2 separate regions of the Zea mays genome follow, and region 1 is linked to region 2. Evidence: chromatin contacts called from public Hi-C data. All regions are on one chromosome and are shown on one strand. The core of a region is the stretch at or near the end of the contact, and the rest is flanking DNA. Distances in the headings are between cores, read along the strand shown. Region 1 holds the start of LOC100276938. Region 2 holds the start of LOC100285588 (ATP binding protein).

Region 1 (7,085 bases), core at 788-3,287, 170 kb before region 2:
TCTAAATCAGTGAACCATTTAATTAGCCAATGCACACGACAGCGACCTAAGCAGTTTGTATATTGGAAGTTTGAAACTAGAACCAGACATATTGCTGGAAATCAGCAAAACATGATTTCATCTACAGACCTATGACTCTAGCGGTCTAGCCTAGCATTATTTAACCAAAAAATGCCCACATAATATAATATTGTTAATTACCCAAAAATTCGTACTGTCAAGTTTGGGCTGAAAAGAGTTTGGGGTGTGAACTCAACAGCTCGTCGAGACAACGATGGTTGTCTGAATGAGTGATTGGATGGGATAAATACCAAACTATTTTGCGAAACAGAAAGGATAAATACAAATCAAGTTAACGGATTGTCCGCTTTAGATTAAAATTGACTGTTTGGATTAAAGCCAAACAAATATGACTAAAGGGTTGTTTCAGTGTCTATACACTAATTTTTAGTCCATTCATTTTATTCATTTTAATTCTTAAATTGTCAAATTTAGAAATATTTAGCAATTTATGGACTAAAATAAAGAGACTAAAAATTAGTCCGCCAAACACCTCCTAATCCGATACATTGTGTTGGCACAATGCAAGAACAGTGAAATACCGTGCATGCAACTTGGAAAGTTTTCGTCTGAATAACTGCAAGCAGCTGGCGAAAATTTCAATAGAAAATTTGAGATCAGCATAAACCTAATGGCAATATTGTGACCTGGATGGAGAAAAATTAGGAACAGTCCAATGCTGAATCAAACTGCAAGGTACAACACTGCTGCAATAACTTAAACCCAGAATTAGAAGAAGAAAAGGGAAAAGAAAACAAGATCGATCTGAATTAGGTTAAATCCTCCACACACGGACCTGATCGAAACTCTAGAGCAACTAAAACCCAAAATGAACAACTGGAAAAGCAATTCACATTGCAGCAAGACAAGATCTGGGATTAAAAAATCAGCAATTGCAAGGTGGAAGCAGCGAATTACAAGCCAATGCCAACGGCATTCTTCAGCTCAATCCAAATTCCCTAAAAGGACAGCAAAGACTACAGCCAGACTCAAATCTAGATACTAAGCGCAACAAGCAATGATGGTCCGCGACGAGCAGTTTCCGAATTGACGCTGACAGCCCAATTCAAATACAGATCAAACAAAAATGAAACTCTGCAGTGCAATCAGGACCGCGAACAATGCAGCGACAGTGAGGAACCAAGATCTGAGTTTTTGTATGAATAACTGCAAGCAGCTGGGGAAAGTTCGAACAGCAAAATTGGGAGTAGATAATCTTAGGACTAAATTTGATGGCAATACTGCAATCTAGATGGAGAGATATTTGGAATAGTCCAATGCTGGATCAAACTGCAAGGTACAACAGCGCAGCAAAAATTCAAACCTAGAATTAGAAAGAAAAAACGGGTAAAGAAAACAAGACCGATCTGAACTTCAATAAACTAATCCAAATTAGCAATCCGAGCTAAACTGGGGGTAAATCCTCCAAACCGGACCTGATCGAAGCTCTGGGGCAAGTAAAACCCGAAATTGACAACTAGGAAAGCAATTCGCATTGCAGCAAAGCAAGATCTGGGATAAAAAAGAACCGGCAATTGCAAGGTGGGAGCAGCGAATTACCAGCCAATGCCATCCCCCGAGGCCGACGGCCTTCTTCACGACCCCGTGCAATCCCACGAGCACCGACTTGGTGCGGTTGTTGCCGGTGACCACCACCTTGGTGTGCCGTGGCAGCACGGACATCTCATCCTCGCCCCAGCCCGCCGGCACTCTGTTGACAGCCGCAATCATCCCGCCAACGGATCCGCGCCCTGCCTGCCGCGAATCCTCCCCCAATTGCCGCACAATTCAGGCGGTGGTTTGCTCTGAGGCTAGAGCATAGGTCCCGTTGGACCGGTTTGGTGCGGTGGAGGCGCTAGAGGGGGGAATTGAGCGCGCACTGGTCTGTGTGAAGCAGAGGAGGGACCGAGGAGGGAGTGCTGCGGATGCGTGTGTGTATGTGTATGACTTTCTTGCTTTTCCTGTTTCCTGTGCTGCTGGCCCGCTGCTAGTACCCTACAACGCTTGCCTGCTATGGATCCCAGTGCGCAGGCGCCAGCCAGTGAGAGCGGGACGCGTGGCTTAGATTTTTTTTTTCTCGATGCATGTTTAGATATATCGTAAAAAACTATGTCTGAAAAAATTCTTATAAATATCTACATTTATATCTATCTATCTATATACATATAAAGTATATATCTAGAAAAGGCAAAACTCTTATAGCTTAAAATAGAAGGTATAGCAATATATTCGGGCTCTTGTTCGAATGGTTTTGAATTTGGTAGCGCCACAAAGCAGGGATGAGATAGTTGGTTGGTCTTGCTAGACCGCGTGCTGATGGCCCACTAAATTATTGTGCTCATTATCTTATGACATATCCCTCAATTGATTATACGGTTCGGCTTATGCTAGTTTTTTTTAGGTTTATCTTAGATCCAGAACTTTGATATTTTAAAATCATAAGATCTTTGGGACTTTGTTTTTCTTCTATGATAGTTATTGCTTCATGCGATCATGCATTGCTACGGACATAATATAACATGACACCTAATAAACATATGAGATAAAAATCCATGCGTTACAACAAAAAATATCACGATAATATAAGTATAAACTTATAAACATATGTTATACTATAACACTCGGATTTAAGGACAAACCCAGATACATCGCATATATATGTCAGGATCAAATTTCACACATATAATCAGTCAGTGTATATAAACCAATGTCACAAAACTTATTATATAAATATAATGTCTTTATAGAAATAAATAAATAAAGGAAACTAAACGGTCCAGAAAACAGTCTTGCCATTGAGGAGCAGGACCGGATGTTTGGCAAGTGGTCCCAAAGCTGGGAAGGGCCTTACAGAGTCATGTAGGTAATATCTGGTAATGCATATATGTTATAGACTTTGCAAGGTGATGAGCTACCTAAAGCATATATATGAAGGGGTACGACCGCTTGTGGGCACCAAAAATAGAACCAATCAATACGTTTATCAATTCATCTGCTTTTGTCCTAGGAGTAGCTAGAATGTAGCATTCTTCTTCTCAATCTTCACATCTCTTCGACTTTATGTCGTCTAGAGACGTCTTGAGTGGTCTACCGACCCCAAGACAAAACCTAGGATCACTCCTCCCTGTCGGGGTCCCTCCCGGGAAGCGAGATCCAGGTGTTGTTGGCGAACGCAGCCGTCCCTGCACACGCACGGACCGTCTGGCCACCACGTGTGGACCGTCCGACTCGATGTAGAGAAATCAGCTTCTGCCGCCAGGACGCGGACCGTTCGACCCTAGACCGCGGATCGTCTGCGTCGCCACAGAGAACCCGCCAAATAGAACAGCTCCCAATGATTGGCGGCTAGATCCGCGTCAACACAGCTGCTTATATATTATTCCCTCGCTCTTTAGTAAATTAATTCTTAGAGTTGTCTATTTTTTTTAAAAAAATAGTCTAGTTTAGAAACAGGACGTCGAATTTTATAATGCCAAATTAGTATCATTAGAGATGTCATAACTATACTTTTATGTTTTCTTCTATATACTGTTAGAATTATAGGCATTTTCCATATCATTTTAATTCCATAAATTAACATTATGATGATGACATATAAAAGATAATTAATCATAAAAATCGTGATCTCAAATATATCCATAACAATATGAATCATGAAAACATAAATCTTATGAATCATATAAATCATATAAATATAATAAGCATGTAAACTGACGGAACAATTGGAAATAAACAGATAACAACATAAACAACATGACTGTAAAATTAGAACAAACAGATATAACATATTACTAGCATGAACAGACATCAGACATGTCATGATATAATATAACAGGACAGTTTGGATAATTCTATGACTACATATGAAACAACAGAGATGAATATATGAAACATATATAATCTGCAGAACGTAAAATAGTAAGGAACTGAATTGATCATACCCTCTCATGCGCTCCGAGGATCCTGATCCTTGTCCAGCTTCTCTTGTCATGTCGCCAGGAAGAAGAAGATGTTTTGGGCAGTCGCGTAGACGCTCCCCAAAAACCTATTTGACGATCCCCGTGCAAGGTCTCGAACGGTAAGGGCTTCGGAGGCACCTGCCCTCTCGCTGCTCTGTGCGCGCAGAGCTACGAGACACTTGCGGCTGGACTGTGATTTTGAAGGTTCTGCTCTCGTACCAAATGACAGGGGTTCTCCTCTACTTAACCTTTCGCGGAAGGAAGTTGAAGGAGAAGGGTCAACCTTTCGCGGAAGGAAGCTGAAGGAGAAGGGTCGCATGCGGCACGCCAAGAGACGGGCAGCTGAAGGGTAAGGGTCTCGCATGCGGCACGCCAAGAGACGGGCAAGAGTTGAAACTCCCGCGTTTAATGAGTGCTAAAAATTAACACAACCACGCCCGCCCGCCGTCTGCCTGCCTGCCTCGCCACGCCACGCCACGCCCGGCCCGGCCGACGGCGGCGGCGCGCGCGCGCGTGTGTCACGCCCTTGTACGTTTCTTGGCTTCTCAAATTAAGTGGAATAATTCCCACTATATAAGTCAAGCCTACGACCCTTGGACTTCCAATATGGTACTATTTTTTATTCTCCACCATTACACATCATAGAGTTTATTGAATAAATGGGCCAAGCCCATAAAAGATCCAACAATCCCCACCAAACTCTAGGGTTTGTAATGATGAAGTATCAGAATCACAATCCTTTGATATACCAGTGTTTCGATGGAGACTATTAAGTTGAACATCCATCTAGAATAAGAGTTTCACTCATTCACAACTGAACAATGGACTAAGCCTTGAATTGACAGTTTTGTGCGAAATAAGATTCGCTCAAATCCTTTGCTGATACTAGGCTGCAAAAGGGCATTCCTGCTGTTTAGAAGCATATAAGTCACACTTCAGTGCCTTTCATGAGTATTTAGGGATTACCCAAGTCCCATAGAATGTGACCAGAAGTCTGACTCATATAGGTGTATTCCTCAGAAGATGTTCTGTAGGACAACATCTCACCTTTATAAGACTCTTGGAATACATTAAGGTAAATACCATCCTGCCTTACAGATAGGAAAGATGTGCATCAGAAATGAGTTAAGAAAGGGATCTTTCCTCACAACCTACTCCTAGCTTGTTTCTCCACTCTACTTCACGGGATCTCCGATCACATAGAGCAGGTTACCACTAGAGTAGATTTCACATGGGTCTCATACCCATTTCTCTCGATGCACTTTCTATCACATTGCATGACAGACCCTTAGTGAATTGATCTGCCAGATTATCAGATGTGTGAACATAATCCATCGTTATAACTCCAGAGTTTTTCAGCTTTCTGACAGATTTCAATCTCCTCTTCACATGCCTTGTAGACTTCATGTTATTCGTAGAACTGTTAACCTTTGTAATCACCGTTTGGTTGTCACAGTTCATGGAAATAGCCGGTATCGATTTTTCAACTATCGGTAAATCCAATAGGAAATCACGAAGCCACTCGGCCTCAGCCCCAACATTCTCTAATGCTGCGAGTTCTGCTTCCATTGTAGACTTAGTTAAGATAGTCTGCTTGCAAGACTTCCAGGAAACAACGCCACCTCCAAACAGAAACACATATCCGCTTGTGGCATAAAGCTCATCAGCATCAGAAATCCAGTTGGCATCACAATAGCCTTCCAGCACTTTTGGGTTTCCAGTATAATGAATACCGTATGTCATAGTACCTTTCCAATACCGCAACACTCTCTCAAGGGCACGCCAGTGATCATCTCCTGGTTTCGACACAAACCGACTCAGCTTACTCACAACATAAGAGATGTCTGGCCTTGTTGCACTTGCAAGGTACATGAGCGAGCCAATGATCTGGGAGTATGTCAATTGATCCCTTGCTATTCTCCTATTCTTTCTCAATAGCATACTAGGGTCATAAGGTGTTGGAGCAGGATCACAGTCACTAAAACCAAAGAGACTCAATACCTTTTCCACATAGTGAGATTGTAACAAATTTACCCCACCATCACCTTCTCTAACAAGCTTGATGTTAAGAATGACATTAGCTTCTCCCAAATCTTTCATTTCGAAATTGCTCGATAGAAGATTTTTAACTTCCTCAATCACATTGAGATTTGATCCAAAGATCAAGATGTCATCAACACAAAGGCACAACATAACAGACTCACCCCCACCATACCGATAATACACACACGTGTCAGATTCATTTACAGCAAAGCCAGCAGCTGTAAGAGTATTATCAAACTTTTCATGCCATTGCTTATGTGCTTGTTTTAGGCCATACAATGATTTTATCAACCTGCACACCTTGTTCTCTTGACCATCCGCAATGAAACCTTTTAGCTGATCCATGTAGATCTCCTCATCCAACTCTCCATTTAGGAAAGCTGTCTTAACATCCATCTGATGTATGATAAGACCATAAGAGGCTGCCACGACTATTAATGTGCGAATTGTAGTCAATCGAGCCACTGGTGAGTAGGTATCAAAGAAATCTTCACCCTCTTTTTGGGTATATCCTTTGGCCACAAGCCTTTCCTTGTACCTCTCGATTGTACCATCAGGACTAAGCTTTTTCTTGAAGATCCATTTGCAACCTATAGGTTGACAACCATAAGGACGGTCAACGACCTCCCAAGTTCCATTAGACATAATAGATTCCATCTCACTCTTTACTGCTTCCTTCCATAAGTCAGCATCAGGAGAGGAATATGCCTCACTAATGGTACTTGGTGTGTCTTCCACAAGGTACACTATAAAGTCATTACCAAAGGATTTTGCAACCCTCTGTCTCTTGCTCTTTCGAGTGACTATAGTGTCATCCTCCTCAGGGATGTGCACGCGAGGATCCTCAGCATGATCTATAGGAATAGTCAGTTCGTGCTCATGGGGAATTATAGTCTCATGACTTGTATCACTAGGTGTATTCTTCATGGGAAACTCATTCTCAAAAAATGTTGCGTCTCTTGATTCCATGATAGTATCAACATACATATCAGGCACATCAGATTTTATAATTAAGAACCTATA
Region 2 (6,910 bases), core at 1,952-4,451:
CCGGTAAGATAGCTTCAGCTAAACTTCACCGTTGAACTTTTCGGTGCCATATCGTTATGCGCCGGCGCTTAAGGAAGAGATCGAGAGGCAGCTTCAGGAGATGCTTTCTAATGGCATTATTCAACCCAGTGCCAGTCCGTTTTCTTCGTCCGTGCTTTTGGTAGTCCGTTTTCTTCGTCTGTGCTTTTGGTCAAGAAGAAAGACGGCTCATGGCGGTTCTATGTCGATTACAATCACCTCAATGCCATCACTGTCAAAGGCAAATATCCGGTACCAGTTATTGACGAGTCACTGTATGAGTTGGCATCGACTTCATGGTTTTCGAAACTGGATCTCCAGGCTGGATTTCACCAGATCAGACTGCATGCCGGTGAAGAGTATAAAACTGCATTCCAAACTCATTGTGGACAGTATGAGTTTAAGATCATGGCATTAGGTCTGACTGGCGCACCTGGCACTTTTTAGTCAGCGAACGCTACTATGGCTTCCTGTCTCCGTCAGTTTGCTCTCATCTTCTTTGATGACATTCTTGTATATAGCTCATCATTTGAGGACCACCTGTTGCATCTTCTTGCAGTGTTACAGCTTCTGGAACGGGATCAATGGCAGATTAAAATGTCCAAATGCTCCTTTGCTCAGCAAGAAATTAACTATTTGGATCATGTGATCAGCTCCCAGGCTGTGGCTACGGACCCGCTAAGGGCTTGTTCGGTTCTACCCCAATCCATATGGATTGAGGGGGTTTCAATCCCTAGTAAGTCAAAATCTCTCACAATCCGTATCAATCCCCTCCAATCCATATGGATTGAAAATAACCAAACAAGCCCTAAAGTGTCTGATATTGCTACATGGCCTTGTCCTCGCTCAGCTAAAGAACTCCACAGTTTTTTGGGGTTAGCGAGTTATTACCGCAAGTTTGTGCGCCACTTTGGTGTCCTGTCTAAGCCTCTGACTTCCCTTCTCAAGAAGCACACCATTTTCATCTGGACATCGGTTCAGGACCAAGCATTTCAAGCATTGAAGGAGGCTCTATGTTTTGTGCCTGTTCTGAAACTGCCCGATTTTTCCCGCTCTTTCGCCATTGAAACAGATGCTTGTGCGACTGGAATTGGTGCTGTGTTGACTCAAGATGGTCACCCTATTGCCTTCATCAGTAAGGCACTTGGTCCTAAATCACAAGGCCTATCAACGTACGAAAAAATATGGCAATCCTTATGGCTTTGTCTCAGTGGCGTGCATATATTCAACTCAAGGAATTCATCATCCATACCGACCAACGCAGTTTGGTACAATTGTCGGAACAGCGCCTTCATACTGCTTGGCAGCAGCGGGTGTTTTCCATGTTGTTGGGCCTCAATTATCGTATTGTGTACAAGCGTGGAACGGACAATCGGGTGGCCGACGCACTCTTCCGCGAACCTTCTCATGATGCGTCTTGTGCTACAATTTCTTCAGCAACACCACACTGGTTGCTAGAGGTGGAGTCTGGCTATGATCAGGATGATTTCGCTGCTCGTCTCAAGGCTCATTTGTTGCTCGCCCCTTCATCGGTTCCTAGCTTCTCTTTGGTGGACGGTGTTCTGCGCTATAAAAATCATATATGGATTGGGCACAATGTTACTCCCCAAAACAAGTTGATAGCAGCATGCCGTGACAGCGCATTAGGTGGCCATTCAGGATTCCTGGTGACTTATATGCGAATGAAAAGGTTGTTTGCGTGGCCTGGATGAAGACTTCGGTGCAACAGTACCTCTGTTCTTGCTCTGTCTTCCAACAAGCAAAGCCGAACCGGTCTCTCCTCCCTTGTCTTTTATAGGCCCTTCCCGTACCCGATTCAGCATGGCAGATCATTAAACAACGGACAACAAGAGCAACAAAAACACCAAGTATAAAGTATAAGCTAATAAGTGCTTAAACCGAGCACAGAAAAAATCTGGCGAAAGGAACTGCTGGAAAAAAATCAGTTGACGAGGTGAAGTGAACTAAGAAAACTGAGCAGCCAAACGCCCACAGTGCATTCGATCAGTTTCCAACAGAAGTACAGAAATACCACTACTGTTCCAATCCAATCAAGCAACACGACTGCATAAAGAGCTCAAACAACTTCTAACAGGACACCGCATAGGCTCATATGGAGGAAAATGAGCAAATACGCGTGTGCAGCCGCGAAACTTCGAAGAACCTACGAGTTCCAGGCATCAGACGACAGCAGCCCTAAGACTCCAGAGCTCAATCCAACCACATCAAGAAGAGATGCAGGACCAAGACGAGCAACAGAATCGGAGTACCAAAGGAGAAGAAGAGAAAAACGGAGGGAGAAAAGGCCGCCCTCGTGCGGGGGCGGGGCGACCTGCGCAGGTGAGGAAGCCGTGGATCTCGGAGGCGACGAGCGGGTCCCGCCCGCCGGCGCCACCCACCATGGTCGCACTTGCTGTTGCTTCCGCGGCTAGGAATCCGGAGGTCGGGCGAGCGGGGTTGGCGGGCAGGGTTGGCTGGCGGTGAATCCGGAGGTCGGGCGAGCGGGGATGGCTGGCGGTTTGCGGCGGCGCGGAATCCGGAGGTAGGGCGGGTTGGGGAGTACCAAAGGAGAAGAAGAGAAAAACGGAGGGAGAAAAGGCCGCCCTCGTGCGGGGGCGGGGCGACCTGCGCAGGTGAGGAAGCCGTGGATCTCGGAGGCGACGAGCGGGTCCCGCCCGCCGGCGCCACCCACCATGGTCGCACTTGCTGCTGCTTCCGCGGCTAGGAATCCGGAGGTCGGGCGAGCGGGGTTGGCGGGCAGGGTTGGCTGGCGGTGAATCCGGAGGTCGGGCGAGCGGGGATGGCTGGCGGTTTGCGGCGGCGCGGAATCCGGAGGTAGGGCGGGTTGGCGGGGTTTGCGGATGGTTTGCGGTGGCGCGGAATCCGGACGTCGGGCGAGCGGGGGCGGGGGCAGTCTACGTTGAGCTCTTAATAGTTAGTAGAGATTCGATTACCAGTGGTGCCAAATTTTTATATGACGGTATCAGTTTATAGTGTGATATCTGATTATGGTGAAACTTAAATAAATATAATTTAATGTTATCATATATTTTTCACGTTATAAATATATGAACCAAATAGCACCTTAGTATTTACACATCCCAATACCACCTAGGTATAGAAGCTCAAATCGGATGCCGAAACAAGTTGTCGTGCAAGCCCACCGTTCCTAAATCCCTCTCAGCGGCAAAACGCAAAACGGCGACAAGCCCCACCGTTCCCGCACAAACAATTGCTTGGCCCGGCCCTGCGTGTCACGGACGGGAGGGCGCACTCGCCATCCATCCCCGCGCACCTAGGCCAGTGGCGGAGTGGCCACCAGTTTCCTCGGCTGCTCCCCTCCTGCTTCCCCGATGACACAGCTGGACCTGGACAGCCCACAGCTCACAAGGGATGACCAAAACCCCCAACCCAAAAACCCTAGCGACCAGCCACATTGATAACCTCCGCCGCCGCCGACGTCGATGCCCAGGCTCTCCCTCACCGTCACTGACGCCGCCGCTGCCATGCCCTTTGCGCTCCGGCTTGGTGGTTCCCCAGCGCTCCGCCCGGGCCCGCGGTCCCCGTCGTGGCTGCGCTTTGGCGGCATGGCCGGGGCGCGGAGGGCGCTGTTCTGCTCCGCCGAGGACGCCAGGCGGTGTGGCTCGGACGACTACGCGGAGGCGGAGGAGGGTCGGAGGGGAGGCGGGAGCCGCGTGCCATCGGAGAGGAGGATAAGGGGCGGGAATGCGGCCGCCGCGGTGGGGACGAGCGTCGAGCTACTGGGGATTCCTGGTGTGGGGCCGCGCAACCTTAGGAAGCTCGTGGACAATGGCTTCGAGGGCGTCGCGCAGCTCAAGCAGCTCTACAGGGACAAGGTGCACTTGCTTGTGTTTCGCCATTTGCTAGTTTGTGTGTTACAAGTAGGATTTCGTTTGCTTCAGGGCGTGGGCATTACGCTGCGCCACTGTTATATTGGTTATAATATTGCATCAGAGAAAGCCTACACTTGTTAGATAATTTCGGTCACAACCCTTTTGTTAGTTACTTAAAAGAACACCTAAAATGGCCGTGTTTCCACAATTAGTACACGTGCCTACCTTTGTGCTTCACCTTGGTTAATAATAACAGTTTTAGTTGCTACAGCATACATTATACCTATGCTTTGTTGTACAAATCAAAATATTGAATATCATGTTGTGCACACTTACACACTGTATGCTGAAAGGTATCCTTTCTGCAAGAAATTAACAGTGTAAAATATTTAAGTAGCAAATAGAGGGTCTCTAGTTTATTTATTTTGTAAGTAACCAAGCATATGTGAGGAAGGATAGGCCTGGTGCAGTGGCGAGAGCTCACTAGGTCATGGGTTCCTAGCAGCATCTCCACATTTGTGGTGGGAAGACTTGCCTCGGTTTATTCCTTCTTGAGGCCCAACTCATGTGGTAGCCTCTAACACCAGGTCTGCGGTCTGCCCATCCAGGCATATGTGAAAATTGAAATCAAATGATAGGAACATGTCATGCTAATAAAAAATGTTCTAATTTCAGTTTTGGAATTATTGGTCTTCTGAGACAATAGCATCATCAATCCCCTTATCTTGAAGTCTCTTAAGGCCCTGTTTGTTTCTCAGGAATTGAGTGGAATTGAAAATAATTTAATAATAAATGAGAAGCACTTTCCAGATGTTGGTTTCAATTCATGGGATCCAAGCAGGCTCTAAAGAAAACAAGGTCCATTTTTGAGTATTTCAAACAGTCAAAATTGTAAAGGATCCATGTCCATTGTAGGGAGAAATTTGCTATTATGGAGATCCTCACGTGCGGCTTCGACGTTTTGGAGGCGTAGGCGAGGGATTAGCTGATATGGAAAAGCAGGGAATAGGCCACTCGCTAAAACGAACAAGAACACTCTATTACTTGGTAACCTCTTTGATTAAAATCATGGATACTCACGTCGTCTACATCCGTTACCTCTCTCCTAAGCCGTCGTTCTTTTCTCCTCTTCTCTTCCTGCGCAAATTTCTCTGGTCGTCTTCCTCGTCCTTGCAACAGCCACTAGCCCAAACTCCATAGCCCTCGTGCCTCCTCTGATGCCTCACTCCTGCTCCAGTTTGCTGGCCGTGTGTTCGCTCATCTCCATGGCCGTGGTTCCCCAAATCCTCTCTGCTCGCCGGTTGCCACGAGCTCCAGCTCGGATTCAGCCCTGCGCGCCGTCTCTGCTCCCTCGCCATGGACGCCCCAGCTCTTCCTTCACGCTCGGATTCCAGTTCCCTCGCCATAGAGTAGCTAGCAGCTAGGGTGCTCCGGTCTTTGTTTGTTTCTGCTCTCGCAACATGTACATTGAACCAACCAACCATGCCTGCTGCACGTGTAATTGTGTATGCAGGATCTTCTATCAAGGTTGATCCAATTAGATGCAGGCAAAAAAAAAGCTGGGATCCAGTCGACAGTTCTAATGGGTCATGACGTCATGCCATCCTGTACCACACCTCGACTAAAAGCAAAGGAAAAAATTAACAAAAAATCACGCTATCATTCAACTACCATGCACGGATCCATAAAATTACCAAAAAAACCAATCACAAAATCAAAACAAGTTTTCTAGATCTCATCGTACTTTCCGTGGTAGAGGTATGGCCGCCTGCTCGCTATCTGTTCTGTTCCATGTTCCAACATCCAGCGAAGGCCGAAGGCCGAGTGGGCAGATGGGTGGCTGAGCCAGCGGACGAGAAATCAGAATTTGTTAGGTTGTTGTCGGCCATGGAGCTTGCTCGGAATCGCCCTCAGCTGTCGGCCATGGAGCTTCCTCGCCGCTCCCCTGCTTCCATGGCGGCTTCCCCATGCCGCGCTCCCTGCTCGGATCCCGCTCGCGGAGCTCCTGGCTCGCTCCTATGCTCGCCCATGGTGGCTCCCTTGCCATGGCCGCGCGTTGCCGGATCCTCTGCAAGCTGCTCGGCTTACCGCCCCTGCTCCTCCTCTGCGCTTGCACAATCCCATGGCTTCCCTCACTCCTGCTCCAGTTTGCTGGCCGTGTGTTCGCTCATCTCCATGGCCGTGGTTCCCCAGTTCCTCTCTGCTCGCCGGTTGCCACGAGCTCCAGCTCGGATTCAGTCCTGCGCGCCGTCTCTGCTCCCTCGCCATGGACGCCCCAGCTCTTCCTTCACGCTCGGATTCCAGTTCCCTGTGTCGCGCGCCCTGGCGGCTGCGCCTTGCCCTCAGCGTCGGTCATCTTTGCCGGGCGCGTGACCCTGCTCGGCAATGAATATCGCGTTGCTGGCCCAGCTTTCTCCATCTCCCTGCTCCTGTCGTTCGCGGACACGGCCGCCCCTGCCCTGGACGAGCTGTACAGGAGGAGCGGCGACCAGCCGGAGACCGAGCAGCAGGCCGACGAGGAAGACGAAGAGGACGAGGTCGAGGTCGTGGAGAATGCGACGGGTATGGCTCCGCGCGAAGGAGAACGCGCCGGAGATGGAGGACGCGACGGGGATGGAGGAGAACTGACGACGACGGCGCTGGGACGGAACCCGGTTTCAACGAGACTAATACTGCTCTGAATCCGTTAATAGAGTTGGCATGTCCATTTTAGAGTGTTGGCTATGTCCAGCTTTTCTATAATGGAGAAACCCTCGCCTGAGCCTCTATTTCGTTGAAGCCGCATCCGTCGTGTTTCGTAATGTCAAATCTCTCCATTGTAGGTGGAAGTAAACAAATTCATGCTGTTAAGTTGCAATTGTTGCATATAATATGTTTTCAAGTCGTCCGATTAATCGCGATTCCAAGTCGGTTTGGACCAATCACGATTAATCACCCAAGTCGTCCGACTAATCTTGATTAATCGCGATTAATCACCCTAGTCGGTTAGCCAGAACGACCAGCAAGTCGTCCGACTTGAAAACATTCCATAGATGTTA

What was found. A called contact is a pair of places that touch in the nucleus more often than the background predicts.
Region 1: a Hi-C map of endosperm shows a contact between it and region 2, with 2.2 times the contacts expected there. The contact joins the promoter of LOC100276938 here to the promoter of LOC100285588 in region 2. A contact is called at or near these places in 5 of 25 Hi-C or Micro-C datasets (ear, endosperm, leaf and 2 more).

Annotation. Positions count from the first base shown.
Region 1 is chr8:103,918,819-103,925,903 of Zm-B73-REFERENCE-NAM-5.0, reverse strand. It overlaps LOC100276938, which reads right to left and starts at 2,037. Exons shown (of 6, transcript NM_001150629.3): 1 at 1,621-2,037. The coding sequence starts at 1,791.
Region 2 is chr8:103,754,645-103,761,554 of Zm-B73-REFERENCE-NAM-5.0, reverse strand. It overlaps LOC100285588 (ATP binding protein), which reads left to right and starts at 3,201. Exons shown (of 5, transcript NM_001158479.2): 1 at 3,201-3,875. The coding sequence starts at 3,483.